5 separate regions of the Mus musculus genome follow, and all the other regions are linked to region 4. The links are chromatin contacts, called in public ChIA-PET and Hi-C maps. All regions are on one chromosome and are shown on one strand. The core of a region is the stretch at or near the end of the contact, and the rest is flanking DNA. Distances in the headings are between cores, read along the strand shown. Region 1 overlaps Ppp1r12a (protein phosphatase 1, regulatory subunit 12A). Region 2 overlaps Ppp1r12a (protein phosphatase 1, regulatory subunit 12A). Region 3 has its middle 40 kb from the start of Pawr. Region 4 has its middle 13 kb from the start of Gm29685. Region 5 holds the start of Pawr (PRKC, apoptosis, WT1, regulator).

Region 1 (4,140 bases), core at 982-3,481, 270 kb before region 4:
TTTCTAGACAAGGTTTCTCTGTATAGCCCTGGCTGTCCTGAAACTCACTCTGTAGACCAGGCTAGCCTCGAACTCAGAAATCTGCCCGCCTCTGCCTCCCGAGTGCTGGGATTAAAGGCGTGCGCCTTCTTTGCTTAACTCTGTACCCCATTTTTAAAAAAGGGTTATTTGGTTCTCTGGAGTCTAACTTCTAATATCCAGTATATATCGGACAGAGGTGTCAGATGTAGGAATGGTAAAGATCTTTTGCCAATCTGTTGGTTGTCCTTTTGTCCTCTTGACAATATCCTTTGCAAAATTATGAGGTCCCATTTGTCGTTTCTTGATCTTAGAGCATAAGCCATTGGCATTCTGTTCAGGAATTTCCCCCTGTGCCCATGTGTTCGAGGCTCTTCCCCACTTTTTCCTCTATAAGTTTCAGTGTATCTGGTTTTATGTGGAAGTCCTTGATCCACTTGGACTTGGGCTTTGTACAAGGAGATAGGAATGGGTCGATTTGCATTTTTCTATATGCTGACCACCAGTTGAACCGGCACTATTTGTTAAAATGCTGTCCTTCAACAGAGGAATGGATACAGAAACTGTGGTACATTTACACGATGGAGTACTACTCAGCTATTAAAAAAGATGAATTCATGAAATTCGTAGGTAAATGGATAAAACTAGATAATGTAATCCTGAGTGAGGTAACCCAATCCCAAAAGAACATTCATGATATACACTCACTGATAAGTGGATATTAGCTCAAAAGCTCCAAATAACCAGGATACAATTCACAGACCACATGAAGCTCAAGAAGAAGGAAGACCAAAGTGTGGGTGACTCGGTCCTTCTTAGAAGAACAAAATACTCACAGGAACAAATATGGAGATCAAGTGTTGAGCAGAGACTGAAGGAAAGGTTACCCAGAGACTGTCCCACCTGGGGATTCACCCATATTCAGTTACCAAACCCAGACACTATTTTGGATGCCAAGAAGTGCAGGCTGAAAGGATCCTGATATGGCTGTCTCCTGAGAGGTCCTGCCAGAGCCTTACATATACAGAGGTGGATATTTGCAGCCAAATATTGGACTGAGCACCAGCACTCTATTGGGTCCCCAATAAAGGAGTTAGAAAAAGGACTGAAGGAGTTGGAGGGGTTTGCAGCCCTACAGGAAGAACAGCAATATCAACCAACCAGACTCCCCAGAGCTCCCAGGGACTAAGCCATCAACAAAGGAGTACCCATGGCTCCAGCTGCATATGTAGCAGAGAATGACCTTGTCATGCATCAATTGGAGGAGAGGTCCTTGGTCCTATGAAGGCTTGATGCCCCAGTGTAGGGGAATTGAGGGTGGGGAGGTAGGAGTGGGTGGGTGCAGGAACACCCTCATAGAAGCAGGGGTAGGGAGGATGTGATAGCATATTTCCAGGAGAGAGGGGAACTGGGAAAGGGGATAACATTTGAAATGTAAGTAAAGAAAATATTCCAATAAAAAATCAATATGGGAGCACAGTAGCCACAGAGAGGAAATAAATGAGGCCTAAGTAGAAAACATCAAGATGACACAGTTCTAAAATTAAAGAGATACCCAATACTCCACCAGAAGGCTCTTAGATTCGATAAAAACTATCAGCAAGATAGCAAAATATAAAAATCAACATAAAAGACCAACAACATTACTATACTTCAATAGCAAATATTTAAGAAAGCAAAAATACTTCTTCATAACTGCCTCCAAAAATAACCCCAAGCAAACAAACAAACAAAAACTCTAACTGTAATATACTAGACCCACTGAAGGCAGTGAGAGGATTCCACAACAGCAACTGTAAAACAGTCAGACAAACTCTAACTACAATACACCAAACCTACCGAAGGCAGTGAAAGGATACTACAATAGAAATTGTAAAACAGTCAGGAAGAAAACAGACAGACATCAGAAGATGGAGAGATCTGCCATGCTCATAAACTAGAAACATGTCATGCTGCCTAGCCTTAGGTTAACTTGACACAAACTAGAGTTACCTGAAAGGAGGAAGCTTCAATTGAGAAAATGCCTCCCTAAGATCCAGGCATAAGGCCTTTTCTCAATTAGTGACTGATGAAGGGAGACCCATCTATTGTGGGTAGTGCTATCCTTGGGCTGATGGTCCTAGGTTCTGTAAGAAATCAGGCTGAGCAAGCCAGTAAACAACATCTGTTCATGGCATCTGTACCAGTGCCTACCTACAGGTTTCTACCCTGCTTGACTTCCTGCCTGCCCTGACTCCCTTTGGTGGTGAACAGCAATATGGAAGTTGAGTAAACCCTTTCCTCCACAGCTTGCTTTTTGGTCATGGTGTTTTGTTGCAGCCATAGAATCCCTAAGACAAGTGTATTATTATAGAAAAGGACACACTACCAAAACAACCTATAGATTATACACAACTCATCAAAATTCCAGGGTTATTCTTTATAATTATAATAATAATACCCTTAATATACATATAGAAGCACAAAATGCTTGCTCGTCAAAGCAATGCTGAGCAAAAACAAAATGCTGGAGTAATGTATTAGCATACCCTACTGCAATTATATTACAGAGTACACCAGCACAAAACAGACACAGAGGTCAGTAGAACAGAGGAGTCAAGCCAAATGTAACCACCCGATTTTGAAAAATACTCCAAAACATAAACATTGAAAACAACCTCTTCAACAAACAGTGGCCATGGTGAAATTGTACAGCCACCCATATAACAGAATGAAACTGGGTCCCTATTTCTCACCCTGTGTAAAGACCAAATGGGCGCAGATCAAAGATCTGCCTAAGTAAAAGAGAAAACACTTAACAAATGGGAATAGGCTCAGATTTCCTGAACAGGACCCCAATCTCTCATAAAATAATACCAACAACTGACAAATGGAATTCCATTAAACTACAAAAGCTTGTGTTTAGCAAAGGAAATCATCAAGCGACAGCCTATGTAACAGGAGAAAAAAGTTGTTAGCTTTCATTTTTGACATAATTAGTATCTAGGCCACAAGGATTAAAAAAAGAACTATACAAGAAATCAAACAATCAGTACATGGGTTAGTGAAAACAGAAGACAGTTCCCAGAAGATGAAGTATAAATGGCCAGGAAACATTGAAAATGTTATTTTCACTAGCCATCAGAGAAATGCCAATCACAATCACAGTGAGAGTCTATCTCATCCCAGTGATGATGGCAGTCATTAAGAAAACAGTAACAGCAAATCACGGTGAGGATGTGACAAAAGAGAACCCTGATATGCTGCTGTTCAGAATGTAAACTAGCATAGCCACTAAGCTCTCATATCCATAGGGGTATGGATCTAGCACATACCCCTGCTATACCAAAAACTACAAGTCACCTGCGTTGGCTGGTTTTTATATTAACTTGACACAAGTCAGGGCATCTAGAAAGAGGAAACTTCAATTGAGAAAATGCTTTCATTAGACTGGCCTGCCTGAAGGCATCCCAGTGCAGCATTTTCTTAATTAGCGGATGATGGGGAGGGCGCAGCCTATTGTGGGTAGCACCACCCCAGGCAGGTGGTCCTGGGTTGTATAGGAAAGCAGACTGCACAAGCTAAGAGTGAGCAGTACTCCTCCACTGCCCCTGTTTTAGTTCCTATCTCCAGGTTCCTGCCTTTAGTTTCCTCAATGATGAAGTGTGACCTAAGACTTGTAAGCTGAAAAAGTCCTTGCTTTTCGTCAAGTTAGTGTTTTATGACAACAACAGAACCCTAACTAATACACCAATGTACCAATATGATACTGGCACATAGATGTTTATTGTAGTACTGTTTACAATAGCCAATTTAAATAGTCCAAGTTATGGACTCCACCTAGGTGTCAATCAACAGAGGAATAGACAAAGAATGTAATTAATATATACAATGGATTCTTTTTTAGCCATAAAGAAGTGACTTCTGTAAAATATGAAGAAGGTAATTTTTATTCTTAACCCTTTTTAAATTAAGCTCTTAAGATGTGGCTGCATAAGTCATAATTCTGGAACTATGGTAATCTTTTACATGTAACTAAAAACATACCAAATGACTCAGCAGGTTTATGACTCAATCAAATCTATGCAAGGAAATTATATAGAACTGTTATTGCTTTTTCAGTCTCAAAAGCTGTATTTTAAA
Region 2 (4,057 bases), core at 830-3,329, 300 kb before region 4:
TAATGTAAATCATTTGCTTTGGCTTTCCGCCTAACGTAAGCACTGCTGCCGGCTAAGAGCAGGCCGCTCCTGCAGAGTGGTGACTGCCTAGAGCTCCAGGTCTAAGGGCTCTGCGGCCTACACTCAAGCGCACCTGCACTCAACTGCACACACAAATTACAATAATAAAGGCAAATGAAGCACCACCACGAACAAAACAATTCTGTTTGTGGGCTACTCCCACGTTCAAAGTGGACCGATGTGGTAACTCTAGGATTTGAGGCCTTTTGACTTGATTATCTTCTAAAACTTGACTAAAGATGTATGGATACGTGCAGGTGTACATGCACTGTGTGTGTGCATATGCAGCAACCGCAATGATCAGTTTTAAAATTACTTCAAAGGATCATTTGTCAGTCTACTTTTATTCCCCGTGGTAACAAAATTCCCCATTTCTGCCTTAAAAGCTAAGAATTAAATTGAGTTAAAAAAAAATCCTGTTATAAAACAACTGATCCAAATTTTAACGTAGTATGTTAATTTCAATTTTGTATTTCTGTACAATTCAAAAATTTTAGAAACTCTTCTAACTTAATGCAACTTTTATCTAAAATCATATTACAGACTCAAGATCATGCTCTTATGGTCAAATAACTCAATTACTCCTTAAAATTTACCAACTCGTACAAATAAAATACCACCCTGAACTTTTAAATTGTAATTACATTTTTGAAGCAGTTAAATAAGAAAGGGTTCTTTTAATAACCAAGGAATTTCTCTTTTAATAGTTAGAAACGGGGTTCCCTTACTAACCTTTCTTTTCATTTTCTCCTTTCATTAATGACTCTGCTTTGCAAACAGCAGCTCATAGAGAATGAAAACTCAAGTAAAATGTGGCCTATACACAGAGAAAAATTTCCAATGTAAACTGCACACCTCTACCACCCAGCCACACGTACCAATCACATAACCACGACTGTCATGCAATCTGAAAGACACTAAGAAGCGGAAGGAGACTGAACACTGTAACTCTCCCCACGGGCTCTGGCTTCACTACTGGGACGCAAGCACAGGAAAGCAGCTCAGTCAGGTAGAGCAGCTGGAAACAACCAAGGACGCAGTGATGAGACACTGGGAAGTAGGAGCTCGTGTCAAAGCAAGGGAACAGAACAAGCTGCTTGAACATCAGTTCAATATACCTACAAGTTAGCGAAGCCACAGATCTAGCAAGAACATGGCTTGATTTACTTCCCCCTCGCTGCAGTTTTTTCTCAGCTGTTTTAAATGAATTGCTTTTGCAGACCTAATTCTTTTAGTCTTTGGTGGAACTAGTAGTGAAGGCAGCTGGTACAGAACTGATGATGCTTTCCATCGTTCAGATGGAAAGCCCGAGTGTCTAGCTGATAGAGAACGGGGAACATGATCTAGCTCTGTACTGCTGGAGCCTTTAATTTGATTTCATAGCAAGAAACAACGAGGTCAGGCAGGGTCATAATGGAAAACAAACACCACTGCTCAGTAGTGGCAGAAACACTTAAACCTGCACAGCATCAAGCTAGTAACATATTCTAATCATTGTGCATTAACAGAAATTCCAATAAGAAAAGTATTATCCTTGATATTAAGGAAGAGACAATAGGTACATACTTGTAAAGAATTATTTTAATAAGCCAACAAAGCAAAATAAAAGCTTTTATATTTAAAATCAATATTAAGAGCTAAAATGATAATTTATAGTTTGCCAACAAGTTAAAAAGTTGAGAAAAAAAATTCTATTTACTTCTAGAACATCAACTTCCATGTAGGAGTTTTTATTGATTGTATAGAATTTATACATTTCTATATTAATATTATTTCCACATATCATATATTCCTTGTGTATGGTTTGAACATGCATGTTGGCGTGTGTGGAGGTCCTAACCTATGTTTCTGACTGTTAGTTAATTCACATAAATACTCATAGTACTTAAGAACATTTACTTTGTTTTCAAAGGTTTGGTTAAAAGAGTACTAACAAATGGGACATGTTGAGATGACTCAGAGGTTCAGACCACTGATTGCTCTGATGGGAAACAAGCTCAAATTTCAGAACTCTCATGGTGACTCAACTATCTACAGCTCCAGTTCCAGAAATTCCAACTACTTCTTCGGGCCTCCTTGTACTCTGTGCATACACGTGTACAGACAAACATGCAGCAGAGTACCCATGCATAGAAAATAAAGGTAATTCTTTAAAAGGCACTAACTAAAGAATGAAATGACATGATAAATTCATATAGTAGGCTTACACAATTGGCTCAAAATGAGTTTTTTCTACTTAAATATAAGATATGCCAAGTATGGGGGTTCACCTCTATAATCCTGGCAGTAGAAAGTCTATGGTAGAAGAGAGGTCAGCCTAGACACAGTGCGTGGAAGATAGTCTTGAGCTATTAGAGAAAACATTTTCTCAAAAAGAAAGAGGTTCTGGAATTGGTGTCACATGCCTTTAATCCCAGGATTTGGGAAGCAGAGACAGGCAGATCTCCATGAGTTCAAGGCCAGCCTGGTTTACACATTGAGTTCCAGGACAGCCATGCAGAAACCCTATTTAAAGTAGAGGAGGGGGAGACAAACAGATACACCATGACATACTATTTTTTTTTAATTAGGTATTTTCTTAATTTACATTTCCAGTGCTATCCCAAAAGTCCCCCATACTCTCCCCCCACTCCCCTACCCACCCACTCCCACTTCTTGGTCCTGGCGTTCCCCTGTACTGAGGCATATAAAGTTTGCACGACCAATAGGCCTCTCTTTCCAGTGATGGCCGACTAGGCCATCTTCTGATTCATATGCAGCTAGAGTCATGAGCTCAGGGGGGAGGGGGTGGGGGGGTGGAGTGGGGGGTGGGGGGGTGGATACTGGTTAGTTCATATCGTTGTTCCACCTATAGAGTTGCAGATCCCTTTAGCTCCTTAGGTACTTTCTCTAGCTCCTCCATTGGGGGCCCTGTGATCCATCCAATAGCTGACTGTGAGCATCCACTTCTGTGTTTGCTATTTTTAAGTCCAATCAGTAGAAATAAAGCAGACTGATTAGCGAGATGGTACTGTTGCAGGGGCTGGAGAGATGGCTCAGTGGTTAAGAGCACCAACTGCTCTTGCGAAGGTCCTGAGTTCACATCCCAGCAACAACATGGTGGCTCACAACCATCTGTAATGGAATCTGATGCCCTCTTCTGGTGTGCCTGAAGAACAGCTACAGTGTACTCACATACATAAAATAAATAACTCTTAAAAAAAAAAAAGTAAGTACTGTTGCCTTGCAGAGGCCCTGACTTCTGTTCCCAGCATCCACACGGTGGCTCACAACCATCTCTAACTCCAGTCCAGAAGACCTGACAACATTTTCTGACCTGTGCAGGCACCAGGCATGTGTGTGGTGTACATATATACATATATGCAGGCAAAACATTTATATATATATAAAATAAAATGAAAATCTAATAAGAAAAAATTAAGCAAAAAGAAAAAACAGAGAAGACAGTTTAACTCACAAAGGAAAGTTATGTAAATATTGAATTCTTTAATAAAAACTTTAAAACTATGATTAAATACAGTACAAAACATTTAGAATTCTATCTTATGTCTATTATAATGTTTTTAAAGTCTTACATTTTTAAAATAAATTATTTACGATAAGAGTTTGAATATTTTATAAAAGAAATATTGGTACAAATAAAAATAAACATTGTAGAGAAACAGAAAACTAAAGAAAACCCCTCACAGGGAGGCTTTAAGGAAATCATTCAGTACACAATCTCTGGGGAACTGGTGAGAGGGGAACATTAAATAATAGATCTGGAGAGGGTGGGACAGGACAGAACACGTGACACACTGATCTCAAAGTCATGTATAGAGAGCCATTAACCACATACAAGTTTATGCTGATTAAAGAAACTGCTCTAATACTAATAAGAAAACTCAATGTTATGAAATAAAATGATTTTATTTTCTTGTCTCCCAATGCATAATTATGAGTTATACCTAAGAAGAAAACAAATACAGGCCAAAGGCAAAATTAAATTATTTTTCTC
Region 3 (3,795 bases), core at 688-3,187, 360 kb before region 4:
CCTATTTCAAGAACGTGTACAAAGTACTGCACTCCCTCGTGATCATGAAGGCCGCGTAGGAAGGAAACATTTTGGGTGATAAAAAGAAAGCCTGGGGGCTGGTGAGATGGCTCAGTGGGTAAGAGCACCCGACTGCTCTTCCGAAGGTCCGGAGTTCAAATCCCAGCAACCACATGGTGGCTTAAAACCATCCGTAACAAGATCTGACTCCCTCTTCTGGTGTGTCTGAAGACAGCTACAGTGTACTTACATATAATAATAAATAAATCTTGAAAAAAAAAAAAAAAAAAAAAAAAGCCTGGACACACCTGGGCAGGGATGTTAGCGCTCACCAAGAAAGATGCCCAGCAAATGCGTTTGGAAGCAGCAGAGGCAGAATGTCTTGCATAGGAAGTGAAGACAGTAAACTGTGCAAGAGCAGAGCTTGGGATTTCTTTTTTCTTTTTTCTTTCTTTTGGTTTTTCAATACAGGATTTCTCTGTGTAGCCCTGGCTGTCCTGGAACTCACTCTGTAGACCAGGATGGCCTCGAACTCAGAAATCCGCCTGCTTCTGCCTCCCGAGTGCTGGGACTAAAGGTGCGCGCCACCACTTCCCCGGCGAGCTTGGGATTTCTTGTTTTACTTTACTTCTCTCCAGGCGACGCTCAAAAGATGCTCCAGAGACTTCAAGAGCTTCTGAGCTTCCTGCAGGCTGAGCTTTTCTAGGTCATTAGACGGAGGTATCTGGATGTGGTATATGTACGTGTGTGGAAGCGTTTCTGTGGGTGTCCGGGGAGACGAAAGGGGAACTCTGGGTACTCTCCTCCTTTGCCTTCCATCCCACGGGTTTTAGTGCTGGAGACAGGGCCATTTCACTGAACTAGGAGCTCATGGATTGTCTAGGCTGGTCAGCCACATGGATCCATCTCCATCCCTTTGCTCCTGGGGAGCAGTTGGCTCCGGTTCATGACCAGCCTATAGGTAGGTGCCCGGGATCCTAACTGGGGTCCTAATTCCTGTAGAGCAAGCGTGTTACCCCCTCCCCCACCTCCCAAACCTTCTCCTTGGTGAGCCTCTCAACTCATTAAACATCTCATTTGTTCATACACCAAGATTGTAGCATTTAGAATTACTCAGAACACAGTTCTTCTGAGTGTCCCCTTTGCTTTTCATAAGTAGCTTAGATAAACCAGTCACAATCTGTGTGGTGATGATGATGATGATGATGATGATGATAATAATAATAATGATGATGATAATAATAATAATAATAATAATAATAATAATAACAAATACTGTATCAATAGTAAACTGAATAGAGAGCTTTGCACAGAGGAAACGGTCAGTAAATATTTGTTACACAAAGGACTACAGTTTGCTGGTTCTTTACTGTAAAAAAGTAGAGCAGACTCTGGGTTTTCTGATTATAACATTCTTCCTATTGTTTCTAACTCTAATGTGCTTTCCTGACCAGTTATGGGAAAAAAGGGAGTGGGAAGACTCTCACCACAGGCATTAAGGAATGTCTCAGGATCTCCAGTGCATCCCATCTAGGCCCCGGGCTACCACACTGGAAAACACTGGAATGTGAAAGTCACCCATCTTGTGTGTTCCAGGGGTGGGGTTGAGGATGGCGGGTGGGGAGATATTTTAGAGCTACTGCCTTAAAAAAAAACCCACTCCCAAATTTCCACCCTACAACTTTATTCCTCTCCTTTTTTATGCCCCTTTCTGAATTTCCTCTAAATGTACACAGTAGTGGTATTTGCACACTAGAGTACTTTAATGTAATGCCAATTTGGAAATTTAAAGTAAAAGTACAAACAAAACACACTCAGCCCTCTTGGGTAGGTGAGTTTACGACAGAAAGAATTCAGCAGTCATCTGAGGCTAATTGCCTTTGTATAGGGCAGGGCTTGTTTCGTTCTAACGCCCCAACATCTCTCCACCCTTCTAATGATCCTGTGCCTGAACCAACAGCTGACCGGAAGATGACTCACTTCGTCACACAAATGCCTGTACCCATCCTACCATCTGGAAAGCTCTCTACTCTAGGCTAATCCTATCCACCAAAATACAGGGTTACGTTAAAAACTGACGACAAAAACCACAGAGGAAAAACGAAATAAAAAAATTACTACCGACAAAGCGACTCCTATTCTCCCATGCTTTTTCTCGTTTTCAAATTAATGGAGAAAACTGTAATTTTGTCTTTAATGGCATATCATGTGATCGTTGATAGATGTGCACATTGTGTAACGTGTCAGGAGACTTATCGTCTTCCCAAACACTGACCATTTTCTTGTGGCTGAAGTGTTCCTTACAGTCGTGTAAAGTCTACAGGACCCCCTTGCTTGCCCTTCTGTAACCAAGCACCAGCGTGGATCTTCCTTCCTATAGAACTCTACTCTTGCTACCTAGGGACCACGATCTTTTTCCTCACTGTTTTCTCTTCTACTTTCCATTTTTTCCTTTTAAAAAGATAGGTTTTGGGGCTGGTGAGATGGCTCAGTGGGTAAGAGCACTGACTGCTCTTCCAAAGGTCCTGAGTTCAAATCCCAGCAATCACATGGTGGCTCACAACCATCCATAATGAGAACTGACGCCCTCTTCTGGCGCATCTGAAAACAGCTACAGCAGCTCTGCTGAGCAAGCGGAGTTGACCAGAGCAAGTGGGGCTGATTGGAGTGAGCAGAGGTCTTAAAAATTCAATTCCCAACAACCACATGAAGGCTCACAACCATCTCTACAGCTACAGTGCACCCATATACATAAAAAAAAAAAATAGGTTTTTGTTTTTGTTTTTCAAGACAGGGTTTCTCTGTATAGGCGTGGCTGTCCTGGATCTCACTTTGTAGACCAGGCTGGCCTAGAACTCAGAAATCTGCCTGCCTCTGCCACCCAAGTGCTGGGATTAAAGGTGTGCGCCACCACCGCCCAGCTAAAAAGATAGGTTTACATTATAAAAAATAATACCAAGGTCTGGGTTACGGGACAGCGGCTCTGCATTTTATATGACACTAAATGCCCCCAGCTATAGATTCTGGACAGTATTGGAAAGAATAACTGAACTGGGTGTGGTGGCACACATCTTTAGTTCCAGTATTTAGGAGACAGGCTGGAGGATCTCTGAGTTTGAGGCCAGCCTTGTCAACAGATTGAGTTCCAGGAAAACCAGGGCTACACAGAGAACCACTGTCTCAAAAACCCAAAAGAGAGGTGTGTGTGTGTGTGTGTGTGTGTAGTCTCTTTATATGTCCTGCTGCTTCAAACTTCTGGACCCCATCATTCCTTCTGTCTCAACCCCTCAAATAGCCATGATTATAGGCACAAATATGCCAGTGCAGCTAGCCATGTAAATATGTTTGATGTGTCTTAAACGGGAGAGAAATGGGTGCTGGAGCCCTGCAGATGATCGTCTGGAGCTACGACCAATCTCACCCATTTACGCAAGGCAAGACAGTCATCCCCACTTCCTAGGTAGTCCAGAGCGGAAGAGACTGACAAGCGCGCACACGGGACGCACTTAGAGGTAAAGGATCTCTGGAGCGTGGGCCACAGTTTGTGATTCTATGAGAAAAACTTTCAGCCTCCTCTATAGTCACATGCCCAGTCTGAGTACATGAAAGTTCCAGTTGCTGCCAAGTCGCCGAGTTAGCCCACGTTTTCCTTCTTCTGCATCTGCAATACCTCGCTGTGGTTTTAGATTATATTTCATTACAATGAGCTTGGGCAGGAGTTATATGAGCCTTTGTAATATTTACCAGCCACTGAATTTTGTTTGGTAAGATGTTCCAGCAAATCTTATTTATTTA
Region 4 (4,293 bases), core at 1,489-3,988:
GGGACACATCCCTTTGATGCAGACTTCTGTTCATGTTTTGATGACAGGTGACATCTTGACTAAGAACAAGGCACTAATTCAATGGCTTCCTAAACTACAGAATTTAGCCTAGAAGTTCAGATACTAAACAGTCTCCTCCCAAACTCCATTTCCATGATCACTTTTTTTCCTGGTATACATTTAAAGCACAGAGAAGTCAAAGCTGTATGATGCTGTTCTTCCCACAGCAAATGACTTCATGGTTGCTCTCAAAACACCATCCACTGCCCGCCCCTTTTTGTACTACTGAGGAAGTCACCATCTTCACTTATATTCCATTGCTCCTAGTTTCTTTTTAAAGTCTCAAAGTAGACATTCTAGAAAGAATATAGTCCTGTCTTTAAGGGTTGGGGGTGGGAGGAATGGCCCATCTAGGGGAAAGAGTAATAGCACTCTTGAAACAAAGATAGTCTGGGCAGGCTTGTGCAGCCGGGAGCTAGACGCATGTGACTTTTAACTCTCCAGGAACATTGGACTCCAAGTACTCCCCTCTCAATCAGAGTTGAAGCCTCTGTGCATGGCTTCCTGAGTTAGTTTTCAGAGGAAAGAATAACAACACTGAAGGGCGCTTTTGATGCTGGCTAGATGCAGGCAAATTAAATACCAGAAAAACCTGAAACACATAAGCAAAGCTGGCTTTAGAGCTATCCTTCCTTCCTTCCTTCCTTCCTTCCTTCCTTCCTTCCTTCCTTCCTTCCTTCCTTCCTTCCTTCCTTCCTCTTTTTTCTCCCCCTTTTCTTCCTTCCTCCCATCCCCTTTCTCTCCCTCCCTCTCTCTCTCCTGTTATAGACATCAAGTAAGTAAAAAGCAACTAGGTCACCCAATGACAGGTATTTGTCTGTCACTTGTCTACCTTGGTGTGTAGGGACTCAGAGAAGATTTAGTTCAGTTAGATGATGACAGCTGGCTTCGTGACACTAAGTCCTACCTCTGGAGGTGCCCATTCCTTCAGTATGAGGAAATAGTTACCTCTCCATGCCCTGGGACATGGAGCATGATCTAGAGGGAAATGATGTCATGAGAGGAGGAATCTGGGCAGAAAGGAAGTAGGTGTAGTGTTTAGGGACATTGACTCTGAGGTCAGACCATTCTAAATGTGATGAGAAGTTTGCCCTATTACAAGTTAATATTAACCTCACTGTGTTGCAATTTCCTGATCTGCAAAATGGGATGATGGTAGAACGACCTTACACCATTGTTTTATGATTTCCATGATTAAATGAAATGATACGTACAAAACTTAATGTCTAGCTAGTGGTTTTCTAGAAATACTAGTGATACTTAAAAATCACTGTGTCTTCAGGTTTATGTAGAAAATATTATAGTTGGAATTAATTGATGCTTTCACAATTATATTACAAAAGGGTTTTGTTATCACTATTACAAGGTACAAACACAATAAGACATTTCTTAAAAATTACATGCATTCTAAGAAATGCATTCATTGTTATGTGAACATCACAGTGTTTCCACAAATGGAATGGCTATGACGTCACTATTAGCAGATACAATCTTACAGAATTGTCACTGTATGTGTGGCCAGTTGTTGCCCAAAATGTTGCTATGAGACATGACTAAAATAACATTAGAATGAAGAAAGAGAGTGTTGGGTGAGGTCAGGAGGGCATAACTCATGAATGGCCAGCACTGTATCTACAAGTGAGTCATGTAGTTAGCACTGGGATTCTATCTGGATAAAGGAGTTTAGAGTAGGCATTCATGATTGCTTTTTAAAACAATCTTTGGGGGCAATCTCCTTTCTGCATTTCTTCTTGTACCCCATTGTATCTTAGCAGTATAGTAAGGACTTGATTTCCCTGAAAGAGAAATGTTCCCAAAACTGAATTCATTATGAATTCATTATGGTGGCTTCCAAATGAGTTATTTCTTCCTCTATTCCTAATAGGTCAAGGGCTTGACTCTATGATTAAGTTTCAGATAGGAAACCTCAGGGCTCACATCAGACCCCTTTGACCTTTGTCTATTTAATAAAGTCATCTTCTGTATTTCATAGTGTCCCCACCAGCCCCCCCCCCCACTGGTTCAGTTCCTCACTTTTTGTAAAGTGGTTTAGTTTTTTGTATTATCTTCTGGTTTTCCTTTGGGTCTCTTTTCCCCCTTGGATGCATATTCCCCAGAGAGAGAGAGAGAGAGTCAAGTTATATTCCTTACCCCAAACCTTTGTGGGATTGGTCAGTGGATAAAGGCATGAGCTACCAAGACTGATGACCTGGAATTCAATTCCCAGATCTCACAGGGTAGAGGAAAGAACTGATTCCCACAAGTTGTCCTCCGACCTCCACACCCAGGCTTGGTATATGCATACATGTGCATATGCACACACAGACACAGTACACTCAATATTAAAAATATTATAGAGCTTTGAGTGCTTTTTCATTATGTTTCAAACCAAGAAAAACCACCTGACAATCATTCTCATTGCACTGAAATGTCTTCACAGCTCACAAACAGGGTTATCCTAACTGCTGTTCCAAGTGTGCTGTTCTTCCCTTATTTTTGTATATCTGGATCTGTGTTCTCCTCCTTTCTATATCACCTGTGACACAGAGCACATTTGCCTTGCTATGGTAGAGCTCAGTGAGAAACCAAGACTTTGCTTCCTGAGAATTCAAACCCCATGGAGTGCTGCCCTCTTTTGGTTATGACAGCCAAGAGTCCCGACCACCAAATACGGAATAGAACCGGGTGACTCATCTTTTCCTTTCACTCAGAGCCCTCATGGAAACAAACAAGGCAGGGTGAAATAATTCCACTCTCTCTCTCTCTCTCTCTCTCTCTTTTTTTTTCATCTTAACTGACTTCAAAGATTATTTGTTTAGGGAGATACAAGGAAGATAAAAATCTGTATAGGAAACAGAACTTTCATATAGTAAGCATAAACTCCAGGAAAGCCAAGGATTCCTTTGACCACATCCAGCGAGCTAGGAATCCTCAGATGATCACAGACTTTTATGTATAAGGTAGGGGCTGCTCAGAGCAAACGTCCTAAAGGCCCTTTTAGATTAAGAACAAGTTCCTGATTCAGAGACTGCCGAGGCAAGGGCAGGGTTATTTTTCATACTGCCATTAAGCATCGGCACAAATGAATACTAGAGAACTTAGAAGGTAAAAAGTCGCCTTCTTTAGACCCCGTGGGTGTCAGGCTGGCATCAGCCATTCTGCTCTTGGTGCTTTAGTAGGAACAAAGCAGAGGATGATTTGAGCCCAGTGAGAACTAAAGTCACATTTTAAACAAAGGGTGATTGATGAGAGACTGACAGGAAAGAGTGGCCCAGTGACTGAGGGAATCTCATAGGACAGAACTGTTCTAGGAGAGTATAATTAGGAGTCACTTCATTTGCCTCCCTCTCCCTCTCCCTCTCCCTCTCCCTCTCCCTCTCCCTCTCCCTCTCCCTCTCCCTCTCCCTCTCCCTCTCGTTCTCTCTTCTATCTTTCTCTGTCTCTGTCTTTGTTTCTGTCTGCCTCTCTCTCTGTCTCTCTGCGCTGCCTCTGCCTCTCTTTTCTGTCTTTCTCTGTCGCTGTCTGTCTCTCTCTGCCTCTCTGTTTCTGCCTCTCTTTTCTGTCTTTCTCTGTCTCTGTCTCTATATCTGTCTGTCTGTCTGTTTGTCTGTCTTTCTCTCTCTCTCTCAATACAAATTAGTGCCTAGCATAATTATTAGCAGACTGGCTTCACCCAGCAACTGATGGAAACAGATGGAAAAGACTCATAGCCACACATTATGCAAAGCTTGAGGAATCCTGAGGAAGATGTGGAGGAAGGATTATTGTAGGAGCCAGAGGGGGCAAGGACACAAGAAAACTCACAGAATCAACTAATCTGGGCTCACAGGGCCTCACAGAGACGACTTCAGTGACAATCAGGGAGCCTGCATGGGATTGACCCACACCCCCAGAGCATATGTTACAGTTGTATGGCTTGTTTTTTTTTTGTTTTTTTTTTTTTGTTTTGTTTTTTTTTTTTGTGGGACTCCTAACAGTGGGAGTAGGAGCTATCTCTGACTCTATTTCCTGCCTTTGGGACCCTTTCTGTTACTGGGTTGCCTCCTCTAGCCTTCATAGGAGAGGAGGTACCTAGTATTACTGCAGCTTGATATGTCATGGCTGGTTGATGTCTATGGGAGGCCTGCCCTTTTCTGAAGACAAACGGAGGAGGAGTGGGTGGAGGGGTGGAAGGGGGAAGGTAAGAGAGCAAGGGACTGGGAGGAGAAAAGGAAGGGGAAATTGAGGTCAGGA
Region 5 (4,006 bases), core at 106-2,605, 400 kb before region 4:
CCAACTGTCTATCATTCTAAAGCAATAATCCGGTTCCAGGGGCGGAAAAAAGAGCACGTGTCCAACTTTTCTGGGTCGGGGTAACTTCCCAGCAATCATTTACTCCAAGTAAAACTCCATCCCCGCTGCAGAGAGTGGAAGGGAACTCCGGGCCCCGGACCGAGGGAGCTCCCTGGTGGAAGACTCGGGAGGCGGCCCCGAGCCCCGCACCGGCCCGCCCCGCCCGGCTCACCTCCGCCGCGGGGATGTTGACCACGCCGGTGGAGCGGCGCTTCTCCCGCAGCTTCCTCTTCTCGATCTGCCCCTTGCCTTTCCTGGCGCTGGGTCCCGAGCTGCGGCCCTTCTCCCGGGCGCTATCCGGCTCCTCCTCATCGCCCCGGGACCCAGGCGCTCCCGAGGCCGCAGCGGCGCTAGGGCACTCGTCCTCCGCCCGCCGGGAGCCGGGAGCCGCGCGGGGCAGCGTGGACGAGCCGTGAGCGCAGTTCAGGGCGCCGGGCGCGGGGGCGGCAGGTGCGGCCGCGCCCGCGGGGCCGTGGTTGAGCTCCGAGGTTCCCGCGACCGCGGTCGGGGTCAGCGATCCCGCGGGGGACTTGGCGGCTGGATCCCCGCCGCTCGACCCCGGGCCCGCGGGGTTCTGCTTGGCGCGCATCTTCTCGCGCTTCGCCTTCCACTCCTCCAGGAAGTCCGTGGTGGTGCTGCCGCCGCTCCGGTAGCCGCCGGTCGCCATGTTCCCAGAGGGGCCGGCGGGGGCGCCCCTCACGCCGCGACTCCTGTCTCCCGCCGGCGCCGCCGCCTGCCCGGGAAGCGAGAATGCGCTGGGGACTGCGCGGGGTGAGCGCGCTGCCGGACCGACGCTCTGCAAGGAAGCACACGGGGCGGGGGAGGGGGCGCGGCGTCAGGTCCCGGGGTGGCCGCGAGACAGCGATCGCCGCGCCCTCGGCGTGGCCGCGCGTCCCAGCCGCCAAGTTCGCAGGACGTACCTCTGCGGTGCACCCCGAGAAATCCGACCCCGGGGAAGGAAGAGAGAGGAAGAGATGGGCCCCACCCTCGCCGCCCTCCCCGTCGCACCCAGGTCCCCGACCCCGCACCGGGACACCCGCGCCGCTGCCACCTGTGTGCACAGCTCCCCGGGACTCCCATTCCGCTCGCGCGGGCCTGAGCTCCGCGCCGCAGACGCCTCCATTCCGAGACGGGACGCGGAGAGCCACCAGCCGGCTGGAACCGGGGGGGACGTGTCCAGCGGAGAGGAGACCCGTGCGCGAGTCCCGTGCGGGTGGCCCGGAAGAGCCCCTTACCTCCGAGAAGTTTTTAGGTGGGACAAGGAGCGTGGCGGGGATGAGGGTTGTCCAGGTGAGCCGGAGCGTCCGGGACGCGCACGACCAGCCCCGGCAAACTCGCCGGCCTGAGCTGGGGGCAGTCCCTGGCTGGAGGGAGGGAGCGAGCGAGGGGCGGAGGGGGGCGGGAACCGAGCGGGGCCGAAGCGGGGCGGAAAGGGCCGAGTCCCTGCGGCCCGAAAGGGGGCGGAGAAGTACCGCCGAAGCCCCGCCCTCCGCGCTCAGGTGCGCGGCGCCCCGCCCCTCCCGCCGCCCTGACTCCTCCCTCCCGGGAATCGCACTCAGAGCGGACACCTCCTACCCAGGCTCGCAACTTCACTGCGGGCTGCCTTCCAGCTCCGCAGATTCTAGGGCGGGATCGGCCGATCCACGCCCCTCTCTCTCCTCACTCCTCTTCCCCGCCCCTCGGGTCTCCCACCACTCTTCCTTTTAAGTACAAGACCGTATTATTCTAGGGAAAGTTGTGACTTGCCGGAGGAAAAGTGCTACCAGCTAGGGGATGATTCAGGACCTGGCTCGCCAGGGTGGGGAAATACCCACATGGTCCCTTTCCCTCGCCGCCCTTCCCTCCCTCTTTCTAGACGCCAGGGGGGTGGCAGGTAGGAGACTGAGAAACCCAGCAAGCCCCTTCAAAAGCAGCGAGTGTCGTGATTTAAAAAAAAAAAAAAAGTTAGCTAAAAGGAGATGCTAAAATGATCGATGAATTATCAAGAGTTTTTTATTCTTTCAAGATCTTGTTGGCAACCCATGCGGTCTTCACGCTGTCTCTACACCGCTTATAGGCAGATTTAGCAGCAAATCTCCCCACCATCGACCTAAAGCTGGAGAGTCTCTGACTTTCCATCTTTTCTATGCCCAGGCATGAGTCAGTCCATCCTCACCTGCGATCAGAGCTAAGGGGACTTATCTCTCACATCTGTGCAATGTCAGAGTGCATCATTTTCAGGAGCTATGAAACCGTGTTTCCCAAACAGTAAGAGTCCGGAGGCACATAGGCTGACCGAACGATTCATCGTCGTTTTGCTCAGGTGACACAATGTAGGTAAGGAGGCAGCAGGTAACACGCCACAGCAATGGGCACAGGCTATAGTGACTCACAGTCTTGCATTTCTCAGAAGCAATTCTGGTCTTTGGTCTGCCTGTTGGGCTGGACATACGATTAACTTGGAGAAGGCTTAGAAAGTTGCTTGGTAAAAGGCCTCTCCCCGCACCCCACCCAAGAAGGATTAAAAAAAAAAAACAAAACAAAAAAACCAGGCTGACTGCGAGCCTAGCTGGTACCAACTTAGGTGTGCTGTGTTGGTTTCTCGGGCTTGTTTTCTGAGGCAAGCTGGAGCCTGGCTATATAGGTTCACATTCCTGAGTTAGTTACCTGAGAATGCTCACTTGGAAGGATTAAACACAGCGCTGGAAAGAGGACAGGCTCAGCCTGGATACGCATATGTAAATTACCACAGGGATCTTTAATGTATGTTTAAATTCTCTGAATTCAGTCGCTTTCTTTACTATGAAATACAGTACCTCGTTTTTAAAAGCTGTTTTAAGAGTCGACTCTGATTGTGGTGTGCTTGATTCAAGGACTACTTCTGATAATAAGATTTCAAACAATCATAGGTTTCTGTCTGGGAAGTGGAAGAAAGGAGAAAAAGACAAGGTAAGGAATATGTATTAACTTGAAAGCAATACACCTTGAATGAACAAGGGTAACACTTATAAATACAAATTTATCTCTTAATCGTCTCTGAGTCAGGAGTGCTGGCTTGCTTGGCTTTGGGTAAGTTGCTTAACTTCTGTGCCTCTGTTTACCTGCATATAAAATGGGCTAATGATACCTCCGTCGTCAGAGCACTGTGAAAGCGCCTCAGGTCCTTAGATAAAAGGTAAGAGGTGGGAACCAGAGCAGTTGCTAGTCTATAAAGTCCCCAGGGAAGAGTGGATGAAAGAGATTATTAAGGTACAAAGCACTCCATTTTGTTATTGTTATCGCTTATTATACCCTTTGTCTTGGCTTTGGCATTCTCCATATTCCCAAAGATGTATTGCACAACCAGGCTTCTTCCAACATTATAGCAGAGTGTTTAGCTGAGTCAACCGTCAACGGCCAGATGTTTGCATATCATCTTTACGTGCAGACTCCACCGGGTGAAATAACCCTCTAAGGCTGGGAGCTGGGTTTCTCCACATATTGACATTTGGGGCTGGGTGGATCCTGGTTCTGCAGTTTGCTTCATTCATTGTAGTAGGGCTTAGCACACTGCCTTGGACTTTGGCCTTCCAGATGCCAGAAGCATCCTCCACCCACTCTGTGGCATCGCCAAAAGCTCCCAGCCAACAGTAAAACCCTCTTAGTTGGCCCTAACACCACTCATTTTAATGAACTACTAGTACCTAGTAAGAGAGGAGAATATGATAATGCTAACAAAAGATGCAAGATCTTATTTGAAAGTGTCAAAGTGAAAAAAAATAATAAATACTAATCCTCACTTGTATTTTCCAGACAGTAGAACAGCCGTATCGTAAACTAGCCTATTTGTATGTGTTGATATAATGAACAGTATATTGGGAAAATATTCATTTTTTTAAATTCATCACAAATATCTCTAGAAAGTACAATCTATCCCCAAATCAAAATAATAGACAAAGAAAGTGTAAAAGCTGAATATTTCATTTCT

Evidence for each region. Hi-C and Micro-C count contacts between places; a contact is called where the count stands out from the background. ChIA-PET counts read pairs in DNA pulled down with a chosen protein or histone mark.
Region 1: an RNA polymerase II ChIA-PET map of memory CD8 T cells shows a contact between it and region 4, with 54 read pairs. The contact joins two enhancer-like sites. A contact is called at or near these places in 1 of 15 datasets of contacts at CTCF or cohesin (pro-B cells), 24 of 484 Hi-C or Micro-C datasets (the 3T3-L1 cell line, the Ba/F3 cell line, CD8 central memory T cells and 17 more), 7 of 115 datasets of contacts at active chromatin or transcription factors (the HPC-7 cell line, astrocytes, cardiomyocytes and 3 more) and 1 of 9 other capture datasets (bone marrow-derived macrophages).
Region 2: a contact with region 4 is called in a Hi-C map of muscle stem cells, with 1.6 times the contacts expected there. The contact joins two enhancer-like sites. A contact is called at or near these places in 1 of 15 datasets of contacts at CTCF or cohesin (large pre-B cells), 11 of 484 Hi-C or Micro-C datasets (the 3T3-L1 cell line, CD4 T cells, the N1E-115 cell line and 6 more), 4 of 115 datasets of contacts at active chromatin or transcription factors (cardiomyocytes, large pre-B cells, memory CD8 T cells and 1 more) and 4 of 9 other capture datasets (adipose tissue, embryonic stem cells, liver and 1 more).
Region 3: a contact with region 4 is called in a Hi-C map of pancreatic cancer cells, with 2.7 times the contacts expected there. The contact joins two enhancer-like sites. A contact is called at or near these places in 2 of 39 promoter capture datasets (embryonic stem cells and hippocampal neurons), 2 of 15 datasets of contacts at CTCF or cohesin (large pre-B cells and pro-B cells), 41 of 484 Hi-C or Micro-C datasets (the Ba/F3 cell line, the C2C12 cell line, the F1.1 cell line and 25 more), 19 of 115 datasets of contacts at active chromatin or transcription factors (bone marrow-derived dendritic cells, a colorectal cancer cell line, differentiating embryonic stem cells and 7 more) and 1 of 9 other capture datasets (embryonic stem cells).
Region 5: a contact with region 4 is called in a Hi-C map of the N1E-115 cell line, with 5 times the contacts expected there. The contact joins the promoter of Pawr here to the enhancer-like site in region 4. A contact is called at or near these places in 2 of 39 promoter capture datasets (hematopoietic stem and progenitor cells and pre-B cells), 5 of 484 Hi-C or Micro-C datasets (the N1E-115 cell line, cardiomyocytes, cumulus cells and 2 more), 4 of 115 datasets of contacts at active chromatin or transcription factors (cardiomyocytes, memory CD8 T cells, stem cell-derived neural progenitor cells and 1 more) and 1 of 9 other capture datasets (liver).

What each region holds. Positions count from the first base shown.
Region 1 is chr10:108,201,737-108,205,876 of GRCm38.p6, reverse strand. The region is part of intron 2 of Ppp1r12a (protein phosphatase 1, regulatory subunit 12A); the gene reads right to left. Among named protein-coding and RNA genes, the nearest start is that of Ppp1r12a, 42 kb to the right of the region's middle. Within about 2 kb of position 2,231, at least 4 of the 459 cell types and tissues checked have an H3K27ac peak or open chromatin away from gene starts, as enhancers often do. A contact at or near this core is called in group 2 innate lymphoid cells and memory CD8 T cells, where this site is marked.
Region 2 is chr10:108,235,258-108,239,314 of GRCm38.p6, reverse strand. All of the region lies in intron 5 of Ppp1r12a (protein phosphatase 1, regulatory subunit 12A), which reads right to left. Among named protein-coding and RNA genes, the nearest start is that of Ppp1r12a, 75 kb to the right of the region's middle. Within about 2 kb of position 2,079, at least 38 of the 459 cell types and tissues checked have an H3K27ac peak or open chromatin away from gene starts, as enhancers often do. A contact at or near this core is called in the N1E-115 cell line and muscle stem cells, where this site is marked.
Region 3 is chr10:108,290,038-108,293,832 of GRCm38.p6, reverse strand. No RefSeq gene overlaps it. Among named protein-coding and RNA genes, the nearest start is that of Pawr, 40 kb to the left of the region's middle. Within about 2 kb of position 1,937, at least 27 of the 459 cell types and tissues checked have an H3K27ac peak or open chromatin away from gene starts, as enhancers often do. A contact at or near this core is called in the C2C12 cell line, a colorectal cancer cell line and pancreatic cancer cells, where this site is marked.
Region 4 is chr10:107,931,071-107,935,363 of GRCm38.p6, reverse strand. No RefSeq gene overlaps it. Among named protein-coding and RNA genes, the nearest start is that of Gm29685, 13 kb to the left of the region's middle. Within about 2 kb of position 2,738, at least 141 of the 459 cell types and tissues checked have an H3K27ac peak or open chromatin away from gene starts, as enhancers often do. A contact at or near this core is called in the C2C12 cell line, the N1E-115 cell line, cardiomyocytes and 10 more, where this site is marked.
Region 5 is chr10:108,329,538-108,333,543 of GRCm38.p6, reverse strand. Pawr (PRKC, apoptosis, WT1, regulator) reads right to left here and starts at 1,355. Exons shown (of 7, transcript NM_054056.2): 1 at 1,296-1,355; 2 at 233-856. The coding sequence starts at 727. It overlaps Gm40755, which reads left to right and starts at 541. Exons shown (of 2, transcript XM_017314170.2): 1 at 541-4,006. The coding sequence starts at 811. The coding sequence ends at 1,767.